Linked DNA regions of Sus scrofa: region 2 is linked to region 1. The links are chromatin contacts, called in public Hi-C maps. All regions are on one chromosome and are shown on one strand. The core of a region is the stretch at or near the end of the contact, and the rest is flanking DNA. Distances in the headings are between cores, read along the strand shown.

What was found. A called contact is a pair of places that touch in the nucleus more often than the background predicts.
Region 2: a Hi-C map of liver shows a contact between it and region 1, with 4 times the contacts expected there. The contact joins two enhancer-like sites. A contact is called at or near these places in 2 of 47 Hi-C or Micro-C datasets (liver and skeletal muscle).

The regions. Positions count from the first base shown.
Region 1 is chr16:62,575,536-62,583,254 of Sscrofa11.1, reverse strand. All of the region lies in intron 1 of ATP10B (probable phospholipid-transporting ATPase VB), which reads right to left. Among named protein-coding and RNA genes, the nearest start is that of ATP10B, 9.6 kb to the right of the region's middle. Within about 2 kb of position 5,399, at least 6 of the 83 cell types and tissues checked have an H3K27ac peak or open chromatin away from gene starts, as enhancers often do. A contact at or near this core is called in liver, where this site is marked.
Region 2 is chr16:62,879,704-62,886,997 of Sscrofa11.1, reverse strand. It overlaps ATP10B (probable phospholipid-transporting ATPase VB), which reads right to left. Exons shown (of 24, transcript XM_021076903.1): 17 at 7,182-7,294; 18 at 4,248-4,324; 19 at 2,788-2,913. The region is part of intron 5 of LOC106506539 (a long non-coding RNA gene); the gene reads left to right. Among named protein-coding and RNA genes, the nearest start is that of MIR146A, 160 kb to the left of the region's middle. Within about 2 kb of position 2,792, at least 13 of the 83 cell types and tissues checked have an H3K27ac peak or open chromatin away from gene starts, as enhancers often do. A contact at or near this core is called in liver, where this site is marked.

The DNA of each region.
Region 1 (7,719 bases), core at 4,150-6,649:
GCCCTGGAAATGCTGGCTGGGGCCTGGGACCCTGCACTCCAGTCTTGCTCTGCTGCTACTTGGGGTCTCAGTGTTCCAACTATAGACAACAAGCTCATTGCTTTTTGAATTAAATGTATGAGATGTCTTGGCATCTAGTTTTCCATGGAAAGGATCCACAGCTTTAATAACTTTACAGAGGAATCCATCATCACTTAAAATATTAAGAACCATTTGTTTCGTTTAATAATGCTAAGCAATACAATTGTAATGGCTGCTATTTCTGAATACTTTTTTTTTTTTAGGGCTGCACTTGCAGTATATGGAGGTTCTCAGGCTAGAAGCTGAATTGGAGCTATAGCCACTGGCCTACACCACAGCCACAGCAATGCCAGATTCAAGCTGTGTCTTCGACCTATACCACAGCTCATGGTAACAGTGGATCCTTAATACACTTAGCCAGGCCAGGGATTGAACCTGCGTCCTCAGTGATGCTAGTCAGATTCATTTCCACTGAGCTATGATGGGAACTCCTCCAGAGTACTTTTTAACGTTCAGGGTATTCTATTCATTTTATACATTTAACTCATTTAATCCTCATACCATCTCTGAAGTGCATTCTCCTTTATACCCCTTTGAGAGATGAGGCTTATTATAAAAGCAGAGAGAAGTTCCCTAACTTTCTGAAGGACATGTAGTAACTGGCACAAGACAGATTCAAACTCAGGCAGTTGAGAGAGTTCCCATTGTGGCTCAGCAGGAACAAACCCAACTAGTATCCATGAGGATGTGGGTTCAATCTCTGGCCTCATCAGTGGGATCTGGTGTGGCCGTGAGCTGTGGTGCAGGTCAGAGATGCAGCTTGGATCTGCATTGCTGTGGCTGTGGTGTAGGCCAGCAGATGCAGCTCTGATTCCACCCCTAGCCTGGGAACTTCAATATGCCACACATACAGCCCTAAAAAATGGAAAAACAAACAAAAACAGGCAGTTTGGCTCCAGAGCCCATATTCTTAAACCATGACACCTCTGTTACTTTCTAACAGACTCCTTGAACTTTGCATCCCAACGTGAAAGCCGAAGGTTCAAAGGGCTGGCACAGTCCATAGGTCATCTGGTTCAGTGGCTTCTAGACCTTTTCATACCCAACTAGATCCTATTTTCACATCACCTCCAGGGCCACGTGTCCTTTCCAGTATACTGGTGCATGCAGCAGATGAGGGCTCCTGCGAAGAGAGAGTGGGAGCACAGGCTGTGGTTCTAAGTGTATGTGCGAGTGGGTGTGATAGCATGTGCTTGTGTGCGAGATGTAGGAGTAGGTGTGTGAGAAGTGTGTCTCAAAGTCTTTCTCCTTGGCCCTCCTTGGTGGCTCCAGATCTTCTTTTCTGAAGCCTACAGCTCCAGAGCCATAGTGTAAAGACCATGTCGTGTCCTACTCTTCTGTTTTAGAAGGGGTAAAATGAGGCACGGGTAGCAGGTAGCTGGGTGTGGACCCCAGCTCCTGATCCCAGGGCACTGTTCTCTTCCTGCATAATCTCCTTGCTATAATCAAGCCACTGCCCCACTCATAGCCAAAGGGCTGGTACCAGTCACCACAAACACACTCCATTCATACCTTCCACATCTCTCCCTGGGCTGCCTGGATGTTTGAATTCTTCTAACCCTCTACCTGGCTGTGGACAGTTACCAGAAGGCTTTCTAGTGCAGGACAAATGGAAGAAAAACTTTGGCGTGCTTTGGTAATATCAAGACTGTCAATGTCAGTGACAGGAAAATGGTCACCTATTAAGATCCTCATGCTCAAGGAAAATGACACCATTTGTCTACTTTGATCAAGGCAGCAAATAGAGAAGAGAACACCTCTCCTCAGCTGCCCACTACCAGCCCCCAGAAACTCGTGTGGCTCATTCTTTCAGACATGACCTACTTACAAGCCAACTTAGCTGTCCTTCAGCTACTTTCCCTTCCGAGTTTGCCATCACACCCTTTTGCTGCTTCAGAAGGTAGCAGCTGGACCTGGCTGAGTGTTTTAAGGAACCAGCTCACAGGAGACTTGTGGCCTGATTTAAGCAGGGAGGGCAGCCCTGTGGGGCAGGGCGGGAACCAGCATCCACAGTGCTTGCCAGAAAAGCCCTGCTGTGCTGAATGACTGGGCTGATGGAGGAAAACCCTCCAGGACCACAGTGAGGAAGGGAAGCCAGGCATCTTCATCTGACTACTCTGTCTTGTCACACTCAGGACTCTAATAAGGGCTGCTGCTGATCCACTATTCACTCCGTAGAGCATCTGCAGGATACATGATGCTAGGTACTGGGGGCAAATGGAGAGAAGACCAGTCCTCATGAGGCTTCTGGTATAAAAGGAGAGGCAAACTTATATTTAGAGTTTAAAATTACAATTCATAATAAGCTCCATAAAGGAAGCTTAAGGAGCCAAAATATATAGCAGAGGGTTTGACTGAGTCTGAGGAGGGGGGGCCAGGGAAACTTCCCCAGGGCAGCGATGTAATTGAACTGAGGTCTTCAGGGCAGGTAAGATGACTAGGAGAAGAGGTAGGAAGAATAGCTAGATGGAGGCAACAGCAAGTGTAAAAGCACCGAGGCTACAAGACATACTTCTTTATCCACCATGAAATATCAGTGATATAGTCACATACACACAACCTCTTTACTTCATCACCTGCTATACCATAAACTCTTCACATTTTTTTCATTTCTTCTTTTTCACAGTATTAGAGAGGCAGATATATATGTGGATCAGAATTAAGGAAAAGAGAGGTTATATGTATAGCATAATGGGCACATAAAGGAGAGCTGCAATAGCCTAGAAGGCTGGTCAGTCACAGGAAGTTAATAGGAGGAAAAAACTCCTAAGAGTAAGATTTCCTAGACAAAGTGAGGGAGGAATATAATGATCATCTTAGGAAGAGATACATTTAAGCTCAGCTGAAAGGGAGAACACAACCTGGTACGTATATTGGCAACTTCCAGCATTTCAGTGTTACTGAGAGTCACATTGCAAAGCAGAGGGTGGAAGATTAGGCAGGAAGCCCTTGTATGGCATCCTCACATAGTTTTATTTTTTCCATGAATATATATTGAGCATCTGCTGCTAACTAGACCCTAGGGCTATGTTACTGCACAAGATCAGACTTAGTCTGTGGCCTGGGAAACAGAACCTACACAAAGCTAGGACTTGATCAAGTAAAAAAGACAATACTGAGACAAAGAGGAGTTGGGGAGATGACTGGAGGAGCATCTAGAAGCCAGACTCTGAGCCTCTGTTAAGGGTGCTGGTCTTAGCTGGCAAAGTACAAAGAAGCTCTCTCTTTTTTTCCCCTTTCTTTTCTGGCCACCCTGCTGCATATGGACTTCCTGGTCCAGGATCAGATTCCAGCTGCAGTTGTGACCAGTGCTGTCACTGCAACAGCACTGGGTCCTTGAACCCACCATGCTAGGCCAGGCATAGAACCTGTGTGCAGAGATACTGCTGATACCACTGTGCGACAGTGGGAATTCTTTGCAAAGGGTTTTAAGCAGAGGTTTTAAACTTGTTCAGATTTGCACCCTGAAAATATGATTCTGGGTGCTGTGGAGGAGAGAACAACTCCTCTCTGACTCGGATACCTTCTTTTTCCTAACTCCAATCTGTTGCGAAATAGAAACGAATCTTGGAATCCCCTCACCAGCATCACTCGGTCAGGCAGAAATCCTAGTAGCTTCCATTCTTTGCATCGGCCGCCATCTAGGGTTACCAACTGCGACGCCTTCCTGATTGCCTCTGAGGCCAACCACAACGTCTCAGCAACAATTATATTAATATCAGGGCTAGGAATGAGCTGATGGAAAGCTGTTCATCCATGTAATGAGGTCTCAGTTGCATTTTAGCAAAGTGTCAGATGATTTTCTAAGAGACTGCAGAGTTTTTACTGTTTGTCAAGAGATGGGGTAATTGGAGTTCCTCAGCTTCCACTGCAGTGTGAGAAATGTCATCTGTGCATGAGATGCTCAAGGCAGAATAAGAAAACCTGATGGGACCAATGACAGTGAGAGGAGCCCAGGACAAGAGGGGGAGGGGAGAGCAAGCAAACGGAAATGTAATGATCACCTAACAGTGATCAAGCATTATCCACGCTGTCTTATTTTAAATATGGCAGCTCTATGGGGGCAGGTATTAACCCCATTTGACATAGGGCTCAGAGAGGTAAATTCAGATTCATATTTTTCTAACTCCAAAAGTCTGATTTTAAAAGCTTTAACATTATATTCCAATCCTGGACAGAAAGGCCCTTAATCATTATGTGTCTTGTTGTAGAATTGTGGTCTATTTTTATAAAGGGAAACGTATTTCCACTAAGCTCAGCTGAATCTCAAAACTGTGTGTGCCTGTTCAGAGACAGTCATCCTGGCCAGTGCTCAGGGGCACATGGAGCCCACCTGGAATAAAAACCATCCACTAAGAAGAGTGGGTTCTATGCCAACCCCTTCAGTTTTCCCATTTATGTTAAATCAGTGATGAGCAGCACTAGCTGCCCCATGGAATCACTTGGGGAGACTTAAACGCCCAGGTTCAAATTCCACCCCACAGATTCAGATTTAGTTAGTCCTATGCAGTACTTCTCACATTTCAGTGTCCTGTGAGCCCCTTGGGGAACTTGGTAAATGCAGATTTGGATTTCCTGGGTGGGCTTGAGACCCTGTATTTCTAACAAGCTATAAACTGCTCGTCAGAGAACCTCACTTGAGCAGCTAGAGTCTAGGTGTAGGAAAGGTTGAGAACGACTGCTTTAAGGAGATGGTTTCAGTTTGGCACTAGTTTTTTTTTAAGGGTTTTAAAAAAATGTCAAATTAGAATGAGTCATACAGTACACTGAACACACGTCAAACGGCAGTGACCCTCTCTCTCTATTCTCAATTACAGAAGCCCTTTCCCTCCACAGAATCAAGTATCGACATCCTCCCACTGCATATAAAAGCATAGAAGTAAAAAACGAAAACAAAAACAAAAACCCTACAAATGGTAGCATTTAGGTCACACTGTTCAGTACTTTACTTTTTTCACTTCGTGTACCTTGGAGATTGTTTCATAACTACACAGAGAGAGCTGCTTCATTTTTAAAAGGTAAAAAATATATATAAAATAAAAATTACCCTTTACGTCATTTTTAAGTGGCATTAAGTGCCCTCACATTGTTGTGTAACCATCACCACCTTCGTTTCCAGAGTTTCCCAGATTGAAACTCCACAGCCTTGAAAAGATGCCAGTTAATTTTAAGCCTCCTTTACAACAAAGCAAGAGCTGGTCTCAGGGCAAGAGCTTTTTGACGACAGCCGTCACTGGCTGGACTTTACTCCTGGTGCTCTGCGTTCTGTGTATTAATTGCGGTTACCTTCTGTGATAAGCAGGGCTGATTTTCCACTTATCTCTTCTAAATAAACCAAAGTCCCATCAAAATACTGCTGTCTGGTGAGCAGCAGTGAAGGCTGCCCCACAGATGTGGAAGTTGCCGTTCATAAAGAACGGAAGCATTGGACACTCCCACTCTGCTTCTGAGCTCCCGGTTGACATTTCTCTCCACACACTTAGCAGGAGAAAGGGCCTTCCCTTAGTGCCTCATGCCCTGTACGCAAAGGCAGCCTTTTCTTGGCCATTTTCTCCAAGTCACACCACCCAGAGGACCCTCCTTTGCCATCCTTAATGGTAGCTGAGAATGCAGGTTTAGGCTCCTTATGGAATTTTGTGTCCTCTAAAAGCCAAAGGGACCTCATCCCCCAGTCTCCTTCAGTAGCACAATTGGAGATTGCCTTTCTAGAAAAGGGCACCTTTCAGTGGGTAGGTATCTGGCTTGCAGGAAGTCAGAAGGACCCACATCCGTCTCACATGGGAGGGTGCAGAGCCGACCTCGGCTAAAGGTAGAGGTGGATGTGCTGTGCAGCACACAATGCAAAGAGCTGACTTGAGAGCCCATAGTCCTGGAAGGGAGGCCAAGGGCTCACCCCCCACCAGCTCTGTGACCTGTGGCAGGTCATTTTGCCCTCCCGGTGGCAGGGCTTTGTTCACCCACCAAGTGGTGAGGTAGAGGTCTCGTGAAGCTTCACTGAGGTAGTAGATGCAAGGGTTTAGCACAGAGCCTGGCACATCATTAGTGCTCAATAAATGGACACCTTCCTATCCTGACTTCCTCCTTAAAGGGAATTAAAGGAGATGGGGGGACAAAGTAGTGCCCAGGGATGCTCACATGGCCACTGCCCAGCCAGGTTTCTACTTGTGACTGAAGGAGGTGGAGCGCGTGTGACAGGCCTCCCAGTATAGACATGGCAGGATAAATGGTATTACTAGATGGTATAGAAATGGTGAACTCTCCCCTGGAGTCCAGATCGACTCAAGAAGTAGCTGAGCAAAGAAATACTCTGAGAAGCTGATAGAAGAAAATATGCTCCCAAATGTATTAAGTGTAATAATTTCAATGATCCAGCACTTAGTCCTTCCCCTCCTTTGTTTCCTTTTAAGCAAAACAAACATCTGAAAAATCTGCAATAAACACTTTTTTTTTGAGAAGCTAATACACTGGGATCCATAGAACAAACACTTGAACCTCTCTTACATGCCTGAAACTGCTCTATCAGGAAAGAGTGACGAAGAGTATGGAGAGCCTTGCACTCATGAGCATACATCCTCCTGGGTCCCCTGCCAGCCCCCGACTCCATGACCCTACAACTCACGCATGTACAATACTTGCATCTCTTAAGCGTTCTCGAAATGCAGTGGTACCTGGTGGTCCTCTTGCCAGGCAGAGGCAGGGAAAATGGAAGTGGTTTTGTTTTCAGAGGTAAGCATAAGCATTTGTTAGGAAGCTCTCTCAATTGTTAGGAAACAGAAGCTTTACGATTATCCACGAGACGTCTTTCTGTAAATGGGAGAGTGGACAGAACAGCAGGATCATGAGCAACGGTGGGCAAGTGTTGGAGCTGCCCTGGTCACTGATGGGGAGGTAGGCAGGAGAGGAGCAGTGCAGTAAGATGGGGCCTGGAAAATATCCTTAGCATGAAGGTGCAAAAGCAGACTATGCACAAGGGGAAGACTTGTACATCATCACATGGTAGAAGAGGAAGAATGCGCCATCAAGCCACCAGCCCGTGTGTTATCCTGGTCTGGGGAACAGATTTGTACTTTCAAAGAACCGCTTCAAATCCCACCTCTCCCACTTACTTAATAGGCACTTACCCTTACCAGTCTACGTTGTGATGAGCACAGTACGTACCCCATTAGGTTGGTGGGAGAATTAGGAGAACTAATCAGCAAAAAGGGGTCACTACAGTGCCCAGGACACTGTAGAAATCTCATCACTAAGTGTATGTGGAGCAGAACAAAATGAAAGCAGGGAGGGTGATGCTACTGCAGAACACAACTTGTGCAAGATCACATAAATGCTAAAGGGAGTGGTGTCCAAGAGTGGACGAGATTTCCCTGACTCCTTTCTGCCTTTACTCCTTCCCAGCTGCATAAGCATTGCTTCTGAGACAGGGCTTTTTCTTTCTTTTTCTTTGTCTTCTTAGGGCTACACTCATGGCATATGGAAGTTCCCAGGCTAGTTGTCGAATCAGAGCTGTGTGGCTGGCCTACGCCACAGCCACAGGAACGCAGGATCTGAGCCGTTTCTGTAACCTGCACCACTGCTCATAGCAACACTGGATCCCTGACCCACTGAGTGAGGCCAGAGATCAAAGCCGCATCCTCGTGG
Region 2 (7,294 bases), core at 1,543-4,042, 310 kb before region 1:
ATGTCAAGTCCAGTCATAAATAAGGGTTTACTAGGTTAATTTACATATTGTCTATAGCTGCTTTCATGTTGCCACAATGGAGCTGACTTTGTGTGACAGAGGCTGAACAGCCCACAGAGTGGAAAGTATTTATGATTTTTCTCCTTTGCAGACTTTTGCTGAGCCCCAGTTTTGTTTTGTTTTTGTTTTTGGCAGCACCCATGGCATATGGAAGTTCCTGGACAAGGAATGGAACCTATATCACAGCAAAGACCTGAGCTGCTACAGTGACAATGCCAGATCCTTAACCCACTGCACCACAAGGGAACTCCTAATCCCTGTTTTAGACTGTAAGCCTCATGAGAGCAGGGATGCCATCTGTCTAGATCTCTGCTCTATATGCAGTGAGGATATTCCTGTTATTTGAACAAATGAAGTAAGGCTTGGTGGTTGTATTGCCCTGACACTCATCCTGGACTTTTAACGTGAGAGTGTTTCCTTCTTCTGCAGGTCATGTTAGGACCTCACTCGTTTCCATTTCTCTGCCTGGTTGGGTTCTCTGTACCTAGGAGGGAGCACACTGAACCCTGTGATGGCATTGCTGAGATTGGGCACCTGGTTTTCCTCCCAAGAAGCTACAGTGCAGTAATTAATTCATTGTTCACATTTCAGAGCAGGCAAGGTTTTAATCCCATCTGAAATTGGTTTCGGATGTGGAAGTCATAGTTCTCCACCCTCTAATTGCAATGGGGAGATAATGCAGCATCAGTATCACAATTTTGAGCACGGCATTGGGCTGGAAATAAATATCATTTAAGCTTTGAAAGAATGGCTGGCTGGAAACATTTCCTTTTCTATTTCACAAATTTAATGCAGAGAAGAGGCTGTGCTTATTCAAAAGAGAAATTCTTTTGCAGGCAAGAAAAAAAGATTAAATAGGGGCATTTTGAATTCTGAGTAAACAGTCTTTCAGGTCAAATAGAGACTTGTTTCCAGAGACTTGCAGAAACAATGGTACCACCCAGTTTATCAAATTTATGTTATTTTTTTCCTGTCTTTTTAGGACCGTGCCCGGGGCATATGGAAGTTCTCAGGTTACGGGGGTCAAGTCAGAGCTATAGCTGCCAGTGTATGCTACAGCCACAGCAACGCAGGATTTGAGCCACATCTTTGACCTACACAACAGCTCACAGCAATGCTGGATCCTTAACCCACTGAGCGAGGCGAGGGATCGAACCCTCATCCTCATGGATACTAGTTGGGTTCATTACTGCTATGCCACCATGGGCACTCCCAAATTTCCATTATTTTTTGTCATACTGATTATTTACATATACATTGAACTTTACACAAAAATACATATTCCTCAGTGACGGTGACTGTGATGCTGCCTGAAAGCAGGCCTGGGGGAATGGTGCAGGAAGAAAAAAAGCACGCTATTTTGTAGCTGCTACTAGGCTGATGTGTTTCTCTTCCATCACCTTAGTCTTAATCTTCCCCCTTTCCTTACGCAAACAGGAATAAGAGTCTATTTGGAGTCTCTTCGGGATTACCTCAAAGGTTCTTGAACTAGACAATGAAAAGCTCAGGCCCCATTCCCTCCCTTAGTACAGCAGTGTTCTGACTCCTTCCTATGCCCACCATTAATCAAGGGCTTTGGAAACAAGAGCCTCTGACAGTTTTAATACCTCAGTTGGTATGTGCCTGCTTTGACCCCTTATCAACAAGACAGAAATAAACATATTTTTAGAGAAACAATAATATTCTCACATGAGTGAATATATATAGCATATATATATATATATATATATATATATATATGTAGTGCTATGTGCTAAGCAATTCTGTGGTACTAAAGCCTTCCCAATAATACTTCTAAGAACAGAGGGAGTCCTGGTCTCCCCATGTTACTGGTGAGGAAATCAAAGCTCAGAGACATTAAGTAAGTCTTTTAAGTTCACACAGCAAGCTACAGTCAGGCAAGACTAAAAACCCAAATGGTCATCCCACTCTAAAACGTTTTGATATTTTATTCAGAGATCCTTGTTGGGAAGGCTGGCAATGATCAAGTGATATGTAGGTTGTGGGGTGGAAGCCAAAGATTCCAGTCCTAAACTTTTTCCCTTCGATCTCCCAAGGGGGTGGGATGGAGCTCTGGCATTGGGGTGGTTCTATCTGGGGAGGAAACCTAAGCTACAAGCCAGGCTAATGGTTCTTTAAATCCTTCTTCCTTGTAATCAGAGAATAAATCTCATTTATGGAGGCCCCCCCCCCAATAATGATAGCAGTAACAATGACCTTCTGCACAAGCTGTCATTTCATTCTCATAACAAGTGTATAAGAAAGAGACAGGTGCCATCCCCTTTTTATAGACAGGGAAGCTAAGGCATAGGGTGATTATTGAATACAGAAACCTGGAATGAAAACAAATCTGATCTGCCTCCAGAGTCCACTCTCGTAACCACTCATGCTGCCTCCTATGAGTCAGCTGTTTGCCAGACAGGTCCAGAGTCCACTCTCGTAACCACTCATGCTGCCTCCTATGAGCCAGCTGCTTGCCAGACAGGATTGCCAATCTTTATAATAACCTCACTGAGCAGGATTAGTCCCACTTCGTCAAAGAAGAAATTGAGGCCCAGAGAAGTGAATTGTCTCGCTGAAGGTCACTGAGCTAGTAAGGGACAGTTCTGGATTCAAAGTCCAGTCAGCCTGATACATTCCCTTGTGCCCAGATGCTTTGTCTACCCGAGTGGGGACAGTGGCTCCCTCCAGCCAGGACTCCCAGGGCGCAGGTGGCAGGTTACTCACCACATTCTTGTAGAAGTAGTACACCACCATCCTGGCCAGGCGCCAGTAGCACCAGTGGCCGTGCACCAGCAGCAGCTTTGTGAGGTGCCTGAAGCGGGAGATAGCAAAGTCGCTGGACATGACGGCCTAGGAGGGTAGAGCAGAGACGTTAGCCTTCAAACACAGCTGCCAGTGCACCACAGAGGCCCCCTCAGTGGCCCTGCCCTGTTCCAGGTCCACAGCTGGGAGGGTCTGAAAGACCTTTTGTCACATGTGGCACCCTCGGGTGGCCTTTTTGGACTCTGACACCCCACCCTCTCTTCAGGAAAATTCAAACCTCACTAGAATCCAAGGAGGGCAGGTCAGAAAGGACCACTGGTCTGGTCTGGCCCTTCCCTCCTTCCATTTATCCAATAAGAATTTACTGTGAATGGGTGTGTGTTGGGTACCACGTTAGGGATGTGCTGTTTGACTACAGACTGGGGCCTTCGGTGCAAGTAATCCTCCAACCTCTGAACCCTCTTGGGCACCTGCTGAGGCAGGCCACTGGCTCCACTCTCAGATGGAGCTGACAGCTGGAGAGCTCTCTCTCTCCATGGAGCTGAAATGTGTCTTCTGCCCTAGGGATTACTCAGAACAAGGCACAGCTCGTAGCACTTTTAAGAGGATGAGGCTTGACATGCCTGGTTATTAAATCCTTGGTCAGTGTATTTAACCTCTCTCGGCTTCAGTTTCTTCATAAGGAAAAAACTGGAATAACAATCCCTAACACCCAGGGCTGTAGTGACTTCTAAATTAATGGGGATGACCAATGTGAAGTGTGACTAGAGTGCTGGCTTAAGGTAGACACACAAAAGGGGACAGTGTTTGTTCCCCCTCATCAGCAAGTTTACATAGCACCTATGTCTGCACTGGTGGGAACACAATCATTACGGTTCAAAACCACAAAGTGAGGTCTGTCTTAAAGAAGAACATTAGCAGCTCAATTAGGATGCTTGTTCCAAGCTGATTTTTGAGTAAATTCGGTACACTTTTAAGGTACACTGAGCACTTCACAGGTCCGTCTAGTCATCATGGCTAAAATGGCAATTGAAAATGTTTTCCAATGTCCTTATTCCTGTCACTGCTCACAGGGGGTGCTGCAACCCTACATGTGGGTGGAGATTACAGGGAGGAAGCATGGAATCAGGGGAAGGCTTAGTTTTCCCTGAAAAGTTGGGTACTATTTGGCTTTAGAATATAGGTATTGCTGGCTGTCTGTAAAAAGCCAAGCATCCTTTGCTCTCCCTCTCTGTTCTGAAGGACTGGGCAGTAGGGATGTGGCCATGGAGGTTACGTACAGGCATGGAAGGAACCTGCCTTTCACATGGTAACTGTGCAAAGCTCTTCTGCACAAGTTCCTCCAACAATGTGGAGAATTCTTTAACTCACTATTAAGGATAAAGTAGGAAAGTAACTAGAAGAGTTGAAGAGAACAATACCTGCATGCCTTCCTGTCCAGATATTCCAATCCCAATATCAGCTGCTTGAATCATGCTTACATCATTTGCTCCATCACCTGAAAGGAGAGAGAGGTCCTGAGGTCTTGGTCCAATGGCTGCATGATAATGAGAAGTTTTATATAAGTGTCTCTAAATTATTCCCATTTTCACCATAGCTGAATCCTTCTAATGTTGCTCTAAATAGTCCTATAGGAAATTGATTGAGCCTGAGAACCATCTTTCTTCTGGGGAGAAGAAGCCTTACTCTGTCCCTTTTTAAGATACAATGCTAGGTATTGGGAATACAACGGTAAATGAAACTTGGGCAGTCCTTTACTGATTCCAAGGCCAACATACTTCTTCTCACTTAGTACAACTTAAAATACTGACAACATCAAGACAACTTGGAATACTGGACAGCTAAATCACCAGAGATTGTCAATGGCATCCAAGGATGGGGAAAGTATTACGTTTCTCAAGGTAGATGAGATTGACTTTTCTGGTTGAGGTACTTCTAGTTACATTAAGTTCCCAATCAATGAACTCAGTGGGTTGGGGAACCTGGAGGGGAGGGCATGGGACTACACACACACCGCCATTCTAAACAGCAACATCAAACCGATTTTCCCATGATGGAAATGTCCTATATATTAACAGTCCAATACAAAAACCATTAGCCACCTATGACTTTTGAACGGTGCCTGGAGAATTCCTCTTTAAAATAAAATTTCCGCATATAGCAGGTGGCAACCATTCTGGACAGCACACCTCTCTACAGTGAGGTTTTCCCAAAGCCTTATCTTTCACCCTGGAGTTTAGCAAACTTTTGGGCCAGACAGTAGATATTTTAGGCTTTGTGAGCCAAGAAGCAAAAGCGAACAACTGTTATTGCTGAGAGGCAAATAGTTTTTACATATTCTTCCATTAAAAACAAAAACCACTGTTGGTGTCTCTACAGAAACCCAGTGGGCTGGACTCAGCCTGAGGGCCTTGGTTTGTAGACCCAACTGCCTTCATCCTCCTCCTGTATCACCTGTTTTTCCAGTAGGTTTTCATCATAATCTGCAGTTAATTTATATGTGATATTATAGAGAATATGAAATTGGGGGAGAGAATTTTCTCTACCTAATTATCGGCAGCAACATTTATTAATCTTAAAAATGTTATCATTGTAAGTAGCCACTATTCTTCTAACAATGCTTTTTTTTTTTTTTTTCCGTGATAGCACAGCAGTGCATAATTTTCATCTTCCCCATGGCAGGGCAAATCCACCTTTTAACCTCTTCTGCTACAAGCCAGTGGAAGTCGAGGTGTAGAACATACTATTTCTCGCCCTGCTGGTTTTGTTTCTGCTGCTGCCACAGTGATGCCAATTCCTGACCTCAGGGAATCAATCCTGGGCTATCGCCTTGAGTGTTTCTGAAGTTTTAAAGAGCACAATTCAGGGAATATAATTAGGATGTAGTTGCTAGATCTCTGCTCCCTGTATTCTTTCTTCCCATTCTTTTTTTTTTTTCTGGTTTTGAACTGCTTTTACCTGAAGACCAGAAGAAAAAAAAACCATATAAAAGAGGACTTTTATTTGAAATTCCAGGAAAGAAAATCTCTTTCCATGCCTGTGTAGGAGGAAGAGAACTGGAACCATCTGTAAGAATGTCCCTAAACAGAAGCAACACTGACCGTGTGCTTGGTAAGTGTGGGGCATGAGATGGAACTGCTCAGGGAACTCTTGGTCTACTGGTCGGCTCATCATTGAAGGCTCAGCAGGGCTTTGGGGCTCTGCAGGAGCTCCCAGAGAAAAGGAACAGTAGGTAGGATGGAAAGGAGCTCTTATAGAGGAAACAGCTTGAGGAAAGGCCTGGAAGTGCAAGAGGATGAAGCTTGTGGAGAATAAGTAGCCTCGTCCAGTTGGAACATGGAGGGCAGAATGTTGGGGAGAGGAAGGTAGGTGGCTGCGGGGAGAAAGAAGGACTGAGAATTGATGTCGACCAGATCATGACGATTCTTGTAAACCAGATGTGGTTGTTCCTGGAAGATCTAAAGTAAGGATGGTTCAAATTTCTCTGCCTCAACCATGACGAAAATTTAGCCTCCTATGAGGAATTCATCAACCAACAAGCCAGCATTTATTGAGGGTATACTCTGTGTTGAGTCTTGTATTTAGAAATGAACACACAACATTAAATATGGGACAGGCTCCACTTTTAAAACCTCCCCACCAGCCGTCAATTCTCAGTAGAATATTAAATCCACAAATACACAGGGTTCACAGTACTGTGCCATATGTTAAGTAGGAGAGGGGACATGACCCGCATCCCAGGACTGAGTGGGCCTGAGTGTGTATTCTTGAGCTACCCGAGCGTTCTGAATTTGAGGCCCCTCCTGGCTTTGGCCTCCATCCAAGACCCAATTTTTCCTGAGTGGACCTGCTAATCCTAATCTTGAGAACTGGGATTCACTCTCCCATTCTACCTAGCCTCTGCTTCATTTGCTGGCTCCTGCGTCTTTTTTTTTTTTTTTTTTTTTTTTTTTTGCACCATATGCCATACCTGCAGCATATGCAAGTTCTCAGGCTAGGAGTCAAATTGATTGGAGCCACAGCTGCCTGCCTACACCATTGCCACAGTGAAGTGGGATCAGAGCTGCATCTGTGACCTACACCACAGCTTAAGGCAATGCTGGATCCTTAACCCACTGAGTGAAGTCAGGGATAAACCTGTATCCTCATGGATACTACTTGCGTTAGTTACTGCTGAAGCACAGTGAGAATTCCAGGCTGCCACATTTTGAGTGTCACTTTGAACTCTCTCCCTCTAAGACGATGAGCCTTGGCCTGAGCATCCTGACTGGATACCTGACCTTCCACCTGTGGTCCAGACATCCTGTCAGAAAAGCCTTGCCAAACTGCCACCCACGTCTCAGCAGGACGGGTACCTATGGAAAGGGTCATGACTCCAAGCCTGTCTCGCACCAGCTTGACGAGCATACTCTTCTGGAGTGGGGTGGAGCGGCAGCATAGGACAGACCGGCAATACTGAGTTAACTCC